Linked DNA regions of Siniperca chuatsi: region 1 is linked to region 2. A link is a contact called in public Hi-C data. All regions are on one chromosome and are shown on one strand. Each heading gives the region's core, a stretch centred on a gene start, on an enhancer-like site or on the middle of the called end of the contact. The rest is flanking DNA. Distances are from core to core; before and after follow the strand shown.

Region 1 (7,037 bases), core at 159-2,658, 47 kb after region 2:
CTGCTAGTCGGTTACTTGTTAGAAGCCACCTCACCAGCTGCAGCTGTAATTTAGCTGCGCTTTACTTGTGGTTATTCTACAGCCAGTCTGAAAAATAAACACAATAAATATAAATAAACTCAGTGAATATTAACCGTCTGCAGCTTTCACCACTGACCTCGAATCAGATGCTGTCTCTTCCTGAAGTACGTGATCTTGGAGGTGTAGTCGTTATAGACAGAGTTCATGCCACGGTTCTCCAGCCAGTGTGCTGTGGCCACCCCTCTTCCCTGCACCTTCATGAAGTGCACTCTGGTGTCCCTCCGGAGCTCCAGCACCACCTGGCCAGACACCACCTCCCCTCCGATGAACGCTGCATCAGCCGGACCATCCAGCTCCAGCTTGAAAGACTTTACGGAGCTCAACGTCATTCCTGTGAGTGAAGACAGTTAAACAGTAAATAAAAACACACCATTTGAAAAAGGTTGAGGGCTAAACACTAACAAATACCCACGATGTATAGGAATGTGTGGAATTAGTTTTCAGGTGCTGTGAAAACCACACTGCAAATAGCCAGAGCCAGCTGAAGGCATAAATGATTTTAGGGCTCCTGTGGACACCAGGGGACCCCATAACAAACAAATTACACATGTGAAGTCCTGTATTCACTTTTTAAATAATATTATGCAAAGTTTTTAACTGCTTTTAAATGTGCACTTTCCATTATACAGAACATAATGTAATTTTTGCTATTTTCTTTTAGAGATCTTATTTTCAGGGTGGGGTTGGGTGGTTCTGATTAGGGTCCCAGCTACTGCTGTGTAGTCAGTTTCTGTTTTTAGACACGTTTTAGAAATGTTTAATAACATATTATGTTAAAATGTCCCATTTTTCTCGTTGGTTGGATCTTGAACATAACTAATTAAAGCGGTTAATAAAGAATGACAGTGTATACTAAACTTTTTTTGTTTAACTTTAATAATTAAACAAATTCGGTATGAGTAGTATGAATATTTGTTCTGCGCACCAAACTCATACACACATAGGTCAAATAACTGAAATTCTACTTTCAGTCAACAATATAACACCTGACTGTCATGTAGTAGTTCTGTTAAAACAGTGCTCGGTGATTATTTTCGGTCTAAAATATTCTCATTTTCCGTTATGCGGCCGGTGCGTGTTTATCCTGAATTTTATGAACGGGTCTCAGCCAATCAGGATTGAGAACCGGGACTACGTTTTATAAATACAGCAGTGAACGTTGAGCGGACGTTTAAAAGTCTTAAACTCACCGGCAGACAGTAGCAACGCGGTCCTCTCAAAGGCGAAGTTACCGACAGAAAAGCCGAACTTCAATGGGAGTCCAGCCTTTAAAAACGGTGGCAGGTTTAACTGCCCAGAAACACAGCGACTATCTGTCTCACACCAATGATAAAAAGCGCATGCGAGTAACGGCCGCCCACTTTAACACGGAGGAGGAGGATCGCGTGGATTGACAGAACGTCAAGTGACGCAGAATAACAAGGTGATTTTCCGGCCTTTTCCTTTCAAATGTAAACCGTGTGTACCGTATTTCACCCTTTCGGGGTTTTTTTTATCGTTTACATGTAGATCTGTGTGTGAGCAGAGTCTCAAAAAAGTGAGCCATTGAGAAAGGATGTTATCGAAATCACCGATACAACGGCGGATACAATATTTGAATTTGACCGTTGGCTCGAATTTTGCTGTTTAACTTAGGCTTTTATTTTGAAGGCAGTGTGTTTTTTTCAATTAAAAATGGTCAATACCTATTAAATCACCTTTCTTTCTTATAAATATACATACAAAAAGTATGACGACATACTTGAATCGTGTAAAAACAGTATTTCACAACAAAAAAACGTGGGGGAAAAAAATAATAATTAGACTAAAATGAAAATCGAAAAAAAGTAATATAAAATACATTTTAGGAGATAATTCTGAATCACCTCTCTGTTTGGGTTTTTTGAGTCATGTGACTAAGCATTTGAAAGAGTTCATGTCACATGTTTACTTAAACTTAAGTTTGGGACATGACTGAAGCAGGTATCTAAATCAGAATTCAGTAAGCATTAAACTCCCTTTGTGGCATTTCTTATCAGATTGCATCACTATAATATCCTACAGTGCTGTTGTAGTTAATAATTCTGCTGGGACAGAATCAGTATCATTCAGTATCACTGAAACAGTATCATTCAAATAAGCAAAGTCATAGGTGTGATCCAGAGGCGTGCCCTTGAGCAGGAGCTGCTCACTCATTAATGTAGATTGTTTTTAAATGACCAGGTGCACAAAAAGGCTATCATGTACATTTTTATGAATGTTCCATACATTCCATGGTCTTAAATGAACATGTCTGACTTAAGATTGAACTGTATTTGGCATGTCTCTTGGCACAACAGACAGGGCAAATCAAACAGTTTATTCTGGAGTTGAATTTAGTATTAAATCATGTTCTTGCAGCTGTACCCCTTGGACCTGAACCTGGGCTTGTTGGCCAGCTAACATTCCAGCCCATACCTGAACTGCTGCCTTTTCACCAGGTTGATGAACTCCACATTCATTTTATTTACATCTGCGGAGCCTGCAGCAGGGTCAAGGCTGTGTTATTGCTACAACATAGATTGTTTTTACAGAGTTTTGTGGTCACTCATGCTTGAAGGAGGGGAAGAGAATCTTTCTGCTAACCTTCCACTTAGCAGCTAGCGTTGACAGTGTAAACAGGGTGGAAGTAGGACAGTTAAGCCCAAGGCTGCTTCCCTCCCTGGTCTAAATATGACAGGCAAGGTTAAGGTTCATGTTTAAGCCACCTAACTGCTAAAGCTGCACTTGCACACTGCTTCAACATTTCACACTCTGATGGGCCCTGTACTGATCTATATTTATTTACCATCCCAGTAAGATTATGAGCATTCTTATGCAGTTCATTGAAACACACAACACCGAAGGATGATGTGACAGAGTGGTTTTAGTTGGATGCATGCTCCAAATTTAAAGGAACTGCCAGTTCTAATGAGCTCAAGATCTGGGTTAAGGTTCTGCATGTATAGAATAGCTGGGGGGCACAGAGCCACTGCAGGGTGGGCGTGGATGTTGGGTGGACCTAAAGTTTCATGAATATATGAATCATGTGGTGACATAAACAAACAAAAGCACTCTGATGCTAGCAAGGCTATCTTACTAACATGAATCTTTTGTTTACTTCAATCACCGTATTTGTTAGCGATTGATAAAAATGAATCACTTTTGCTGGGGAGGCATGAACGTTTTTTGGCTTCTGGAGGGGGACGTGACAGAAAAAGATTGAGAACCACTGGAATAGAACATCCCACCTCTCTTCTTGGAGTTGCTGAAAATAATTCTGGGAAATGTATGAAACATTTAACTCAACCAGGAGTTGTTTATACACACACACAAAAAAAATACTGTGTGAACACAGTCTCATTTAAGTCACTTATTAAAAACGTTTTTTAAGGCTGGGCTTAGTGCTTTTCGAAACCTCTTTAATTCCAGTGATAGTCACACATTTTCATATCCCTTTTACTCCCTTTTTCAAAGGAACATTTTCAATTGATTTTGGTGGTCTAGAAGCCCTACAACAGCTAAATGTCACCAATACGACTGATTTCTTTGCATCATTTGGAAACTTTTATGGTGAGACAATATATTTGAATTAAAAATTTAGAACAGCTGCCTTTTGAGCACAACTTGATCTTTGAAGTATTAAATTATGTCTGACCTTCAGTGTTAAGCTGTATATTGTATGTTTTACTGTCTGTACAGCAATTGTACGTGTTCCCATTCTGAAAAGTGCAATTCTGAGTTTACTATTATTAATACTAATTGACAAATCTCAGCAGCATCTTGAGAAACACAAACTACAAAATCACATGACAAATATGTGGAATATACTGTATATTTGAAACATATCTGTAAACATTTCAGCAAAACTATTCTTGGCTCTTGATTTGACTATATCTTTTATCAGGAGCTGGGCAAGAACACAAGAGTAAGTGACCAAATTGTGTTTCTCAGTCACTTGATGACAAAATGAGAGAATAACTGGCTGCAGCCAGGACGCTGCAAGATAAAAGGTTTGGCGGTGTAGTCTTCACTGTGGGTGGTGCTGAAGTGCTGATGGTCCAGTGGAAACCTGATGTTGGTCTATTTGATTAAAAGAAAGAGAGTCAGACAATGCTATTACCATATTATTATTTGCTGCTGGTCTATTTGATTAAAAGAAAGAGAGTCAGACAATGCTATTACCATATTATTATTTGCTGCTACTATGACAACAACTACTGCTGCTACTACAGTTGCCAATAAATTATACAGGTAAGTAGGCCATTTTTTTAATTTAAGTTAATGATCTCTCACCCTCTGCTGTGACAGACAAGGTATCTGTCTGCAGGTCTTCAAAGGGAGGTAATCAGACTTGGTGGTGCTGAGGCTCAGCCCATGTTCTGCCAAGCAGATTTAACACATTTAATATCTACATGCACCCCCCTTTAAACACACAAACATGACCAAACCATCACCTGGTCCACTCAGTATGTTGCTTGGCAGCTGGATGACTGGTCTAGCTCGCTCTCTGTCCTGTTTGCTGTAGTGTTCTTTGGTCGTGGTTGTATAGTACAGGCCTGACAGGTAGGGTGGGCTGAACTGTACATGGCTTTTGGTCATCAGGTCAGGCCCGGGCACATGCACTGGACACTCTGTGTGGTTTAGCTACAGGGAGGAACATAGTCAGCATGAAATATGACATTGTAGGATCTTTTAACATAACAAACTCCATCCAAACCAACTCCAAAGTCTATAGGAACATGTGTGCAAAGGTCAGAAATTAACCTAAAGTGGAAAATGGTCTCTTTTATGATTTATGCAACATTATGTAGAAGTAATATTATAAATACAAAAACAATTAACTAAGTATAAGGTCTGTTATCTCACATCAGAGAAGGAGATTCTGTTGGTGGTCGTAGACATCCTGTCTTTGTTGCGCCTCATGTCAGTGTCACCCTTGGGTAAGGAACTAAAATTTTGGTTCCCCCTTGTCAGAATAACTGGATCTCCTGGGAAATAAACCAAATAGACTAATCCAAGCAGGATAACAGAGATAAATTCATTTAAAAAAATGTAAGCATCCATGTCAGTGTCCATACAGTGTCTCAGTAATTAAACTGTACAGTCACACACAGTGTAAGTCGCCTAGGTCGTCCAGGTGAAATCCTGGAAGAAACACTAGCGGCAATATGAATGTGATGTACATAAAAGTAGCTGAACACGCCGCATACATTACACCAAAGCTACATGTAACCATTTTAAAGTTGTGATCAAATAACACTTAAAATAACTGTCCAGTGTTTAAATATGCAGAACAACCAACAAAGATCAAAAGAAGTAAAAAATAAATAAATAAAAAAACAGTATAGTTAGCACTAAACAATATCTGCTCAGTACAGTTTCCTGAAATACAGTAAACAATTCAAAAGAAACATGAGATCATTTATGTACTGTAAAGATAATTGAAAATTAACAAATGATTTTACATTTGCACTTTGCCTATATGAGAGCCTCCTGGTATTTGAAGGCCTTAAGCAGCTGCTTAGTTTGCTTATAACATGGGCTGTTATTAAAGACGCTGAAGACATCTTCACCTTGGGAAATTCAAGAATTAGCAAGAATGAAAACTTTTTTGTTTGGACAAAAATACAGAAAACACTCACCTAGCTTGTGGTAACAAAACGCTTCTCTGGATGTGCATGACCATGAGTCCTTAGAGAAATTTCCAAGGTTGAGCTTCAAACGCTCTTTAACCACAGGTGGGCTGTATCAAAAACACAGATAATGCTTTTATTGTGTTTGTGTGTGGATAAACTCAACACCAGATAATCTGAGCTTTCAAAAAGTGACCAATTATAATTCTGAAATGTAATATTTTAGACCACTTTGAAATTTAGATTTTTGAGGCTTTTGAGGCAATCAAATGTCAGTTTTTGTATCCAAGACAACTTAAACCTCCTGACACCCCAAGTCAAAACATGTAGTGCAACCAAGAGTGGTCCAACACATCTTAAAAGAGATCTGAAGGGTGACACCAGGCCCTTCCGCCATGGTTTCCTCTACTGTTTGACGTCTCTTTGTATAGTATGTAAACTGAGTCAGTTTTTCCAGCAAAGCAGAAAAGCTGCAGACCTGCAGACAGTGGGCCGGCTGAATGACGCAACATTGGTCGTCTCTCTTTCTGCAATCTTCACAGGATCACCCATAGCCACTGAGGAGGTGTGCTGAAGAAAGACATCATAAAAACAGTCACAGTCACGGTCTTGAGCATAATAACACCCATTTCATGGAAAGCTTCATTAAAAAGCTCAATGCCCTTGTCGCTCTTGTGTCTACTTAAAGCTGACAGTGCTGGTACTCCAGGTCGAAGTGTCTTTCCTTAGTATGCACACAGCTGAGCATAAAGTTCTTCAGCCTGCATTTTGGTTTAACCTGTCTCTCTGTGAAGTCAGAGAAAATGGCTTCTCTGGTACTGCCGTGTAGTTAAGGACAGTTTAACTCTTAGTTTTTTGGTTTTTCAAAAAGATTAACAAACCAATTTAGGGTTGTTACTAAATCTACTCCTGTGCCAGTAAACCATTAATAATACACAAATAATAAACCATGTGATGTAAACCTAAGAGTTGATAAAAACATGTACATTTTGGGGTTAAAAATGGGGTTTCACAGAGTGTAACATTTAGAAAAATGTATTTAAAGTACTTGAACTGCTGAATGGCTGCTGTCAGAGTAGATTATTATATATTATATTATTAGATTGTTGTTACTAATGCAGAAATGTGTACGAAGCATTTTAATGTTTTAATTAGTCTAGGTTGAGCAACTTTAGTTTATTTATAAACTGCTGCATAGTTGAATCTATAAAAATTGATATTTTATATATATAATTTATCCAAGATTACATTCATTTATCATATGTTTTGAATGTAATCTTCAAAGTAACTAGTGAAAAGAACTGTAGTGGAGTAAAGAGTACA
Region 2 (6,897 bases), core at 505-3,004:
GAATATGTAAATACCCTGTAAATTCACTACCAAGGGACTTTTTTAACAACAAGATAAGTCTAGCAAAATATTCATTTTACGTGGCAAATTTCAAAAATTATAATAACAGAAAGAGTCACCAACCTTTAAAGTTGAACCTCTGACCTCTGTTCCCAAAGACTGATAAGGCCACTCACTTACAATCAGATTACAGATGTTATGTTTGTATTTTAATGGAGCCTTAAGGTGTGACACCTCCTGCACCTGGTTTTTGTCAACCAGAACCATAATGCGAATCTCTTTGTTGCATTTTTGTTTTTGGCTTGTTTAAGCTGCACAATTACAAGTGAACCAGAGCTTGTAAACTAAAGCCTTCAGAACTCACAAGCAGCCTGTTTGTTGGACAGAAAACCAATTGTCCTGCCAAGACAGAGACAGAAATTTAGGCAGGAAGAGGGAGTCAAAACAAATGCTGTAACTTAAACTCAGCACAATGGACATCCAAGGTTTTCCTCTCTGGGAAGAACCCTTGAAAAAATAGGTTAATATGAGCATGAGTGTTTACCATTCATTGGTCAGTGACATTTTCAGGCATCTCTATGCTGTTATGTGGTGTCACCAGAGTTCAAATATCCTTTTTCTAACAAACAAATGAACAGAAGAATTAAACGCTCCAGGCATTAATTAAACCAAACAAACTATTGGATATACACAGGATTCTCCTGCAGTCCCAAAGAACAGTGTGAACAAACACACTCTGCCCGGCTCTAATAAAGCTCAGCTGTGCTTCTTTCCTCTAAAAGTGACCAAACACAGCAGTAACTCTGCTGCTGTTGAGTTAAACAGCTATGCAAGTGACACATCTCTCAGTCAGTTCAACTCACTGCAACAAGTGCACATGCACACATGAAAAATAAACATTGCATATGTTGAGCTTCTCTGTAAATAATCACTGTCTTATTCTATTGATTATCGATTACATACATCTGTTATACACTCTTATATACAGTACTTGCGAAAAGGTCTATAATGGAGTAAGTTGGGTAATTTTTGAGGTTAAATTTGTGCCAAAAACAGGGATCAGGATAGTTTTATTTGTCTCATCTATGCAGTATGTGTTGCTTGATGTCGTAATAGTTTTGCTGTTACTGATCTTGACTCATCAGAAGTCACAATCATTTAACTTTCAGATCTTCTTCTGTGTTGTGTAAATTTAGTTTAAATCTAAACGTAAAGGGAAGTCCTTTAAAAATTACCACATGGTGACAATAATCATGCAGTGCATGTGTGTTTTTAAACATGAGAACTGTCTTTATATGCCTGTGTTGCATATGTGTGTGCGTGTGTGTCTGTGTACATGTATGTGTCTATAGTGTGATGCATAAACCAGTATCCATATGACACGCCTGATAACCTTAGCCTCGATTCTTCACACAGGGAGGGGTGATGGCCACTGCATGCATTCTCCACATGCAGATATCTGCCGAGCATGCCAGCGGGTGCCCCCAGCTAAGGCCCTCAGTGCTGCAAAGGGCAGACGAGGCGCTAAATGACCCCCCTCTCTAACCCGCCTGCCCACCCCAAATCCATCCGCCTGTCTGCTAACCTCGCAACCTTGCTGTGAGACTGGGCCAGTGAGAAGCAGCGCAAACCGGCGTGAGCCAGTGCTGGGAGCTACATCAACCCCGCCTCCCTCTTCCTCCTACTTCTTCCTCCCATATGTGCACACACACACACACACACATCAAGATTAGTGTACTTATGACGGGCCTGCCATTGTCTGTATTCACTCTGTCATATCTGACCCTCAACTTAACATCATTCTCTGACCTAGGATGGACTACAGTGCATTTTTGCCTAAAGACCATTCAAGTTTTTGATTAGAAGTTGGATTATTTAATTGCAGCTGCTTAGATTGATGATTTTCATTCATACATGGTATATACAGCATTTAAAGAAAGATTCAACACTTTATGCCTAATGTAAACATCATAATTCCAGTCTTACTCCTAGATTTAGTCTTCTACTCCCATTTCTAATCTCTTAAACCACTTGAAGACCCAAGTCTTCATACTATAATTCCCTTTTGTAGAAGTAAAGACTGTCCAAAACAACATCAGTTCACAAAAATGCTCTCACTCTGGAGGTCTAAAACTCAAACTGGTACCCACAAAGAGAGAAAAACAACCATAGTCTCACACAAACACATACATACACACACACACGTCCTCCTCTGTCCCCTGGCTCTAACTATCTTATAGCTGCATATATACAGTGGCAGAACATAGTATGTAAAACTGTTTATGACCAGGCCTTTGAAACAGGATGAGAAAATCTGATCTCTTTCTCTGTGTTTAGACAAGAAGATGATCTCTTCAAACAGTTAAACATTGTCACACAAATACAGAGTTAGGTTTTCTTTCCTGTTAAAGAACTTTCCCAATCTTTAGTGGGGTTGGTGTTGTTGTTGGTGGTGGTGCAATAAGATTGATTTAAGTCACAGTGCGAGAATGTGTTTCTCTGAGAGCAAACACAAAGTTTAGCCAGAGTGGTCCAAGTTTACAAGGCCTTTTCCTGTTGTTGGGGAGCTGTGAGGTATTTTAGTGAGCCAACTTCCCATTAAGTTCCCACTCGTTCAAGGACACTTTTAGCTTGACTCCCTTTCTGGAGTTTATAAGGGAAAATGTGAGAAAACTTCCTCAAATTAGCACAGATGCTCTCACACTGTAAAAATACACAGCATGCACTTTTTAGGTATTTGCACAAGCGAGGATTAAGTTCAACAAGTACATCTTCAGTACACGATATTGGCGTAATAAAAATTAATTTTTAATCCGGTTTTACAAACTCTTTTGAACTTAATTTATTTAATTCCCAGCATCACAGAGTGAATCAGGTGGCTGCTATCGACATTCATTTTTGCTATGTATTTACACAGGATTGAAGGGTTGGTTTATAAGATTTTAATTTCTGACTGAAATCAATTAATTGAAAAGGAGAGAACGGTCACTATGCCATCAAGGTTCCAGCGTGACTGAATTTTGTTGTGCTGCTTTCTGGTATGACTAGGCACTTCTACTGCTATGACCTAAGTTGGTAGAGCCAGTGTTCTGATGCAAGGGTAGATAAACAATGACAAATGAATTTCAGGGGTGTTTGTGTAAATTTCCATTCCCTCTCCCTATATTTTGTTGTCCCTGCAACCACATATTAACCCAATAATGCAATTTTTAGCAGGACTGCTTTTTTGGCAAAACTTTAGCCTAATAAATGTAAATAGAAACAAATGATATCTGATTCATTAGTATCTGTAACTCCAATAGTAAATCAACATTTTCCTGACTGCTATTTTTCTCTCACACACACATCTATTTGTGTCATGCAGAAAAAAAGTCACACATACCCATACAAATCACAAAGATCAGTAAAGTGCAGAAAACAAACAAAAGGCAGAAGTCAGCATGTTTTCATTCACAGTTCAAGTCTATATACAGCATAGAGACAGCAGGGGGAGAGGGGTGTTCCACAGTAGTTGATGAGTCACATGCTCAGAACCGAGGAACACAGGAAACTCAGGGAACGCTTTTCTCCTCTCATCATGCGCAATGTGCATCACATTAGGTTCGTGTGTTTTGGAGTGTGCATCTGGCAGCGGCATGGGTGCATGTGAAGCTGATTTTATCTCCACCTGCATAAAACACACAGGCAGGAGGTAGGTTGAGAGAACTTGCAATACAAGTTTTACTCAGTTCAAAAGGTCACATAGGGAAATCAGTGTGTTGAAAGTTGACATTGTTCTTATTTCTCTGGGTGCACAATCATTTAGCTTGATTAACAGTTTCAGATTTAACCAATCGCCCCAGAGTCATATAAACTTATCTGTGTATAACTGTCACTGAAAAATCAACACTTAATGACTGAAAAATGTACTCTATAGAGTGGATTTTCTCCAATCGTGACAACCATCTAAGTGTGGCTGTTAGGGTATCAAAAAAATCCTGAATCCTAATTTCACACAGTGATGCCATGAAAAATGAGATTTGTGTTACAATCCTGTAGTAACATACATGTGACTTTGTTATGCTTATACTGAGTTCAAAAACTCGGCAACTTGGCACAACTACAAATCAGAGGTAATGGCCTGAATGTAATGTTTAATTAGTTTAACTTTAAATCGAGACATCCTGGAACTTTCCTGGAAGCTGGAAAAAATTAAAATGTACTCATATAACAGAACTTCACCATAGCGGACAATGAATTGCACTATTATTATAATAAATTCCAGCTATCGGCTTTTTATAGAATGGATACATATATAGAGCATGTTGGAACAGAAGCCGTTCAGACAAATAGAGGCTACAGAGTTAGTCATGTTGACCAGTCAACCTCTTGGCTGCGACCTCTCACACAGTTCCTGGACGTCCTAGAGTTTCCCCTCTGCAAAGCGAATAACAAACTATCTGCCCCCTCACCTGGATTCCACCTCTCGCAAACAAAGTTTGTAGGAAATATGGTTCCACTGGTGTGAGACAGAGGCTGCCAATCTTTTGTAGCATGGCTTTATCTGTTTATAGCACTGAATCACAGGGATTTTGATTATTTTTGCACAGTGGCCCAGGGGTTACCTGTGTCGCCTCGTAACTCAAATCTCAACCCTGCTCTTTTCTCTGTAGAGATTTCATGTTCTCATGTTTGTGTCTCATCATATTTACCAAAAGACATGCATGTTGAGTATCTGGGATTGCTGTTGCTATTGCCTGCCAAGTAACTGGTCTCAAATGGGTCCTGAGAAACTGCCCTACGGCCGCCCACTGCTACTAAATAATTAGGATTGTTTAAATGCAGAGGATGATTTCCAGCTTGGTCATTACTATAATAAAAAGTGAAAATTTAATTTTCAAGAGCTGACTCACTTTGTGTGTTTTTTTTGACTTAACACAAAAGTAGAAAACAGGTCCACACTCACTAAACTGATCCAAAGGCTCCAAATACTGTTGACATTTTTTATTAGCAAAGAGGGACAAAGTCACCAGAAACATTTAGGCCTCAAGCCTTCTGTATTATGCCCTTATTGTGAATGATAGTGATATTCATGGTACAGGGATAACATAACTTCATATTAAACTCAAAAGATAAGTGGAGGGCATGTTACACCCAGCAGACCATACAGGCTTATAGTGAACAGGGCTACTGCAACATGCCAGACATGAGAGATATTTATTGTTTCAGAGCTGTTGCTGAGCTGTTTTTATAGGAGATCAAAATTTCTAGTCTTTTTTCAGAATCATAGCTAGGATTGTGGGCCTTGCCCCAAAAGAATATTATTTCTCGCCCTCTTCCCCACTTTTTAATAAAATAATCCTACCGGATTTTTATTGGCCCTCTCCAGCTGTGTGTCCCTAGAATTGTTAATGACAATAACAATAACAGCCAATAAACACATGCAAAGCTCCTTTGAGAAATATATACTTTTAAAAAGATTTTCAGAATACAAAATGCATTGAGATCAAATGTGCCACAAGGTGTCATTGTCATATTTTCTTTTCAAAGAGCCTGTAAGCAGACCAACTTTGAATGTTTTTTTTTTCTAGGTGTGTTCAGTCTCATCAGGCCATTTAAACTCAGTCTGCTGTCTAGTTTAAAGGGCCATGTGATGTCACCACAGATAAGACGCTGTGGCATGTCAGGGGAAATTCTAGCTCTGTTCTGATTGGCTAAGCAGCAACTTGTTTTTTTATTAAATGCGCTTGACAACAGCACAGCCAATGAGAGTAGAGCTGTGGGCGGGCCCGATGTTCCCAGCTGTCAGACTCACACTGCACACACACATGCACACACACACACAGTTTTTAGTTTCACTTCCCCTTTGTTGTTGAGGCTTTGCAAAGTTTTACAGCTCATGTTTGAACATATCAGTTTTGTAAAAAACACATGCCATCTTATTTTTTGTCATATTTTTTCACAACTTCAAATGGGAGTTTCCACAGAGAATCTTGAGGAGCATAATACAACTAATATATCATACACAATAAGATAAACAAAATATAAAGGAACACAAAGAAAAAGAAAGACAACATGTGAAGGTGTGGTGAAGGGTGAAAGTGAGGTAATGAGATGAGTCTGAAAGAAACATGTACTGTATGTGACATAGCTGCTTTTTAAATGATGCAAGTCTCTGTAAGGCATTGTATTTGTAAAGGAAATCTTGAATAGAAATGAAATGTTCCAATTAGACTACACATAGAAAACATGTAGAGAATATGCACAGTAGAAGCACAAGAGTAGAATCAGTTTAGACATCTCGATTACACATATTACAGGCAGTCTGCAGTAAAAGGGTCAAAGGTCAGAGTTGTTTTTTGTTGTTGACTGCTGCAGGCAAGTGTCATTAGAAAGCAAATTTGGTTTGTTGTTTCAGGCTTTTAAGAAGAATTTCTGCAGGGAAGTTTTGCTGAGCTCTGCACACTCAACACATACAGACACCTGGAAACACACCTTTAGGCTTGTTATGGATTTAGCTGTAGAAAATGTTTGTACTTTTGTTCTGTTTACTGGTGCAGCTACCCATTTCTGAATGTGTTGATATTTCTATTAGAATTTTTGTTTTTACTCCGTATTCCTGTTCCATTCACATTTAAACAATCAATCCATGTATGTATTTACTTGTGTCTTGTGCAAAAAAACCAAATTATGCCACAGTCTCATCTCTCCCTGCTCATACTGCCCTGGGGTTCAAACCGGCAACTCTCCACACACACTGATAAGCAGGCTGAATAACAGTGTGTGCACACAAGCCAAACACACATAAATTAATGAAGACACACACCAGTCCAAACAAGCAAAAACATGCAGAAGGCCACATATACAAACACACACACACACACACACACACACACTGGCACAGTTAGGCACGCACAT

Evidence for each region. Hi-C and Micro-C count contacts between places; a contact is called where the count stands out from the background.
Region 1: a Hi-C map of liver shows a contact between it and region 2, with 2.6 times the contacts expected there. The contact joins the promoter of arrdc2 here to the enhancer-like site in region 2. A contact is called at or near these places in 3 of 3 Hi-C or Micro-C datasets (liver, skeletal muscle and an unstated tissue).

What each region holds. Positions count from the first base shown.
Region 1 is chrLG6:10,637,293-10,644,329 of ASM2008510v1, forward strand. It overlaps arrdc2 (arrestin domain-containing protein 2), which reads right to left and starts at 1,409. Exons shown (of 8, transcript XM_044200455.1): 1 at 1,272-1,409; 2 at 158-412. The coding sequence starts at 410. si:dkey-13m1.5 reads right to left here. Exons shown (of 8, transcript XM_044200447.1): 3 at 6,193-6,284; 4 at 5,724-5,824; 5 at 4,948-5,069; 6 at 4,536-4,725; 7 at 4,375-4,460; 8 at 3,900-4,161. The coding sequence ends at 4,033.
Region 2 is chrLG6:10,590,272-10,597,168 of ASM2008510v1, forward strand. LOC122878113 (a long non-coding RNA gene) reads left to right here. Exons shown (of 2, transcript XR_006378411.1): 2 at 1,417-4,880. Among protein-coding and RNA genes, the nearest start is that of LOC122878113, 8.3 kb to the left of the region's middle. Within about 2 kb of position 1,755, the one cell type or tissue checked has an H3K27ac peak away from gene starts, as active enhancers do. A contact at or near this core is called in liver, where this site is marked.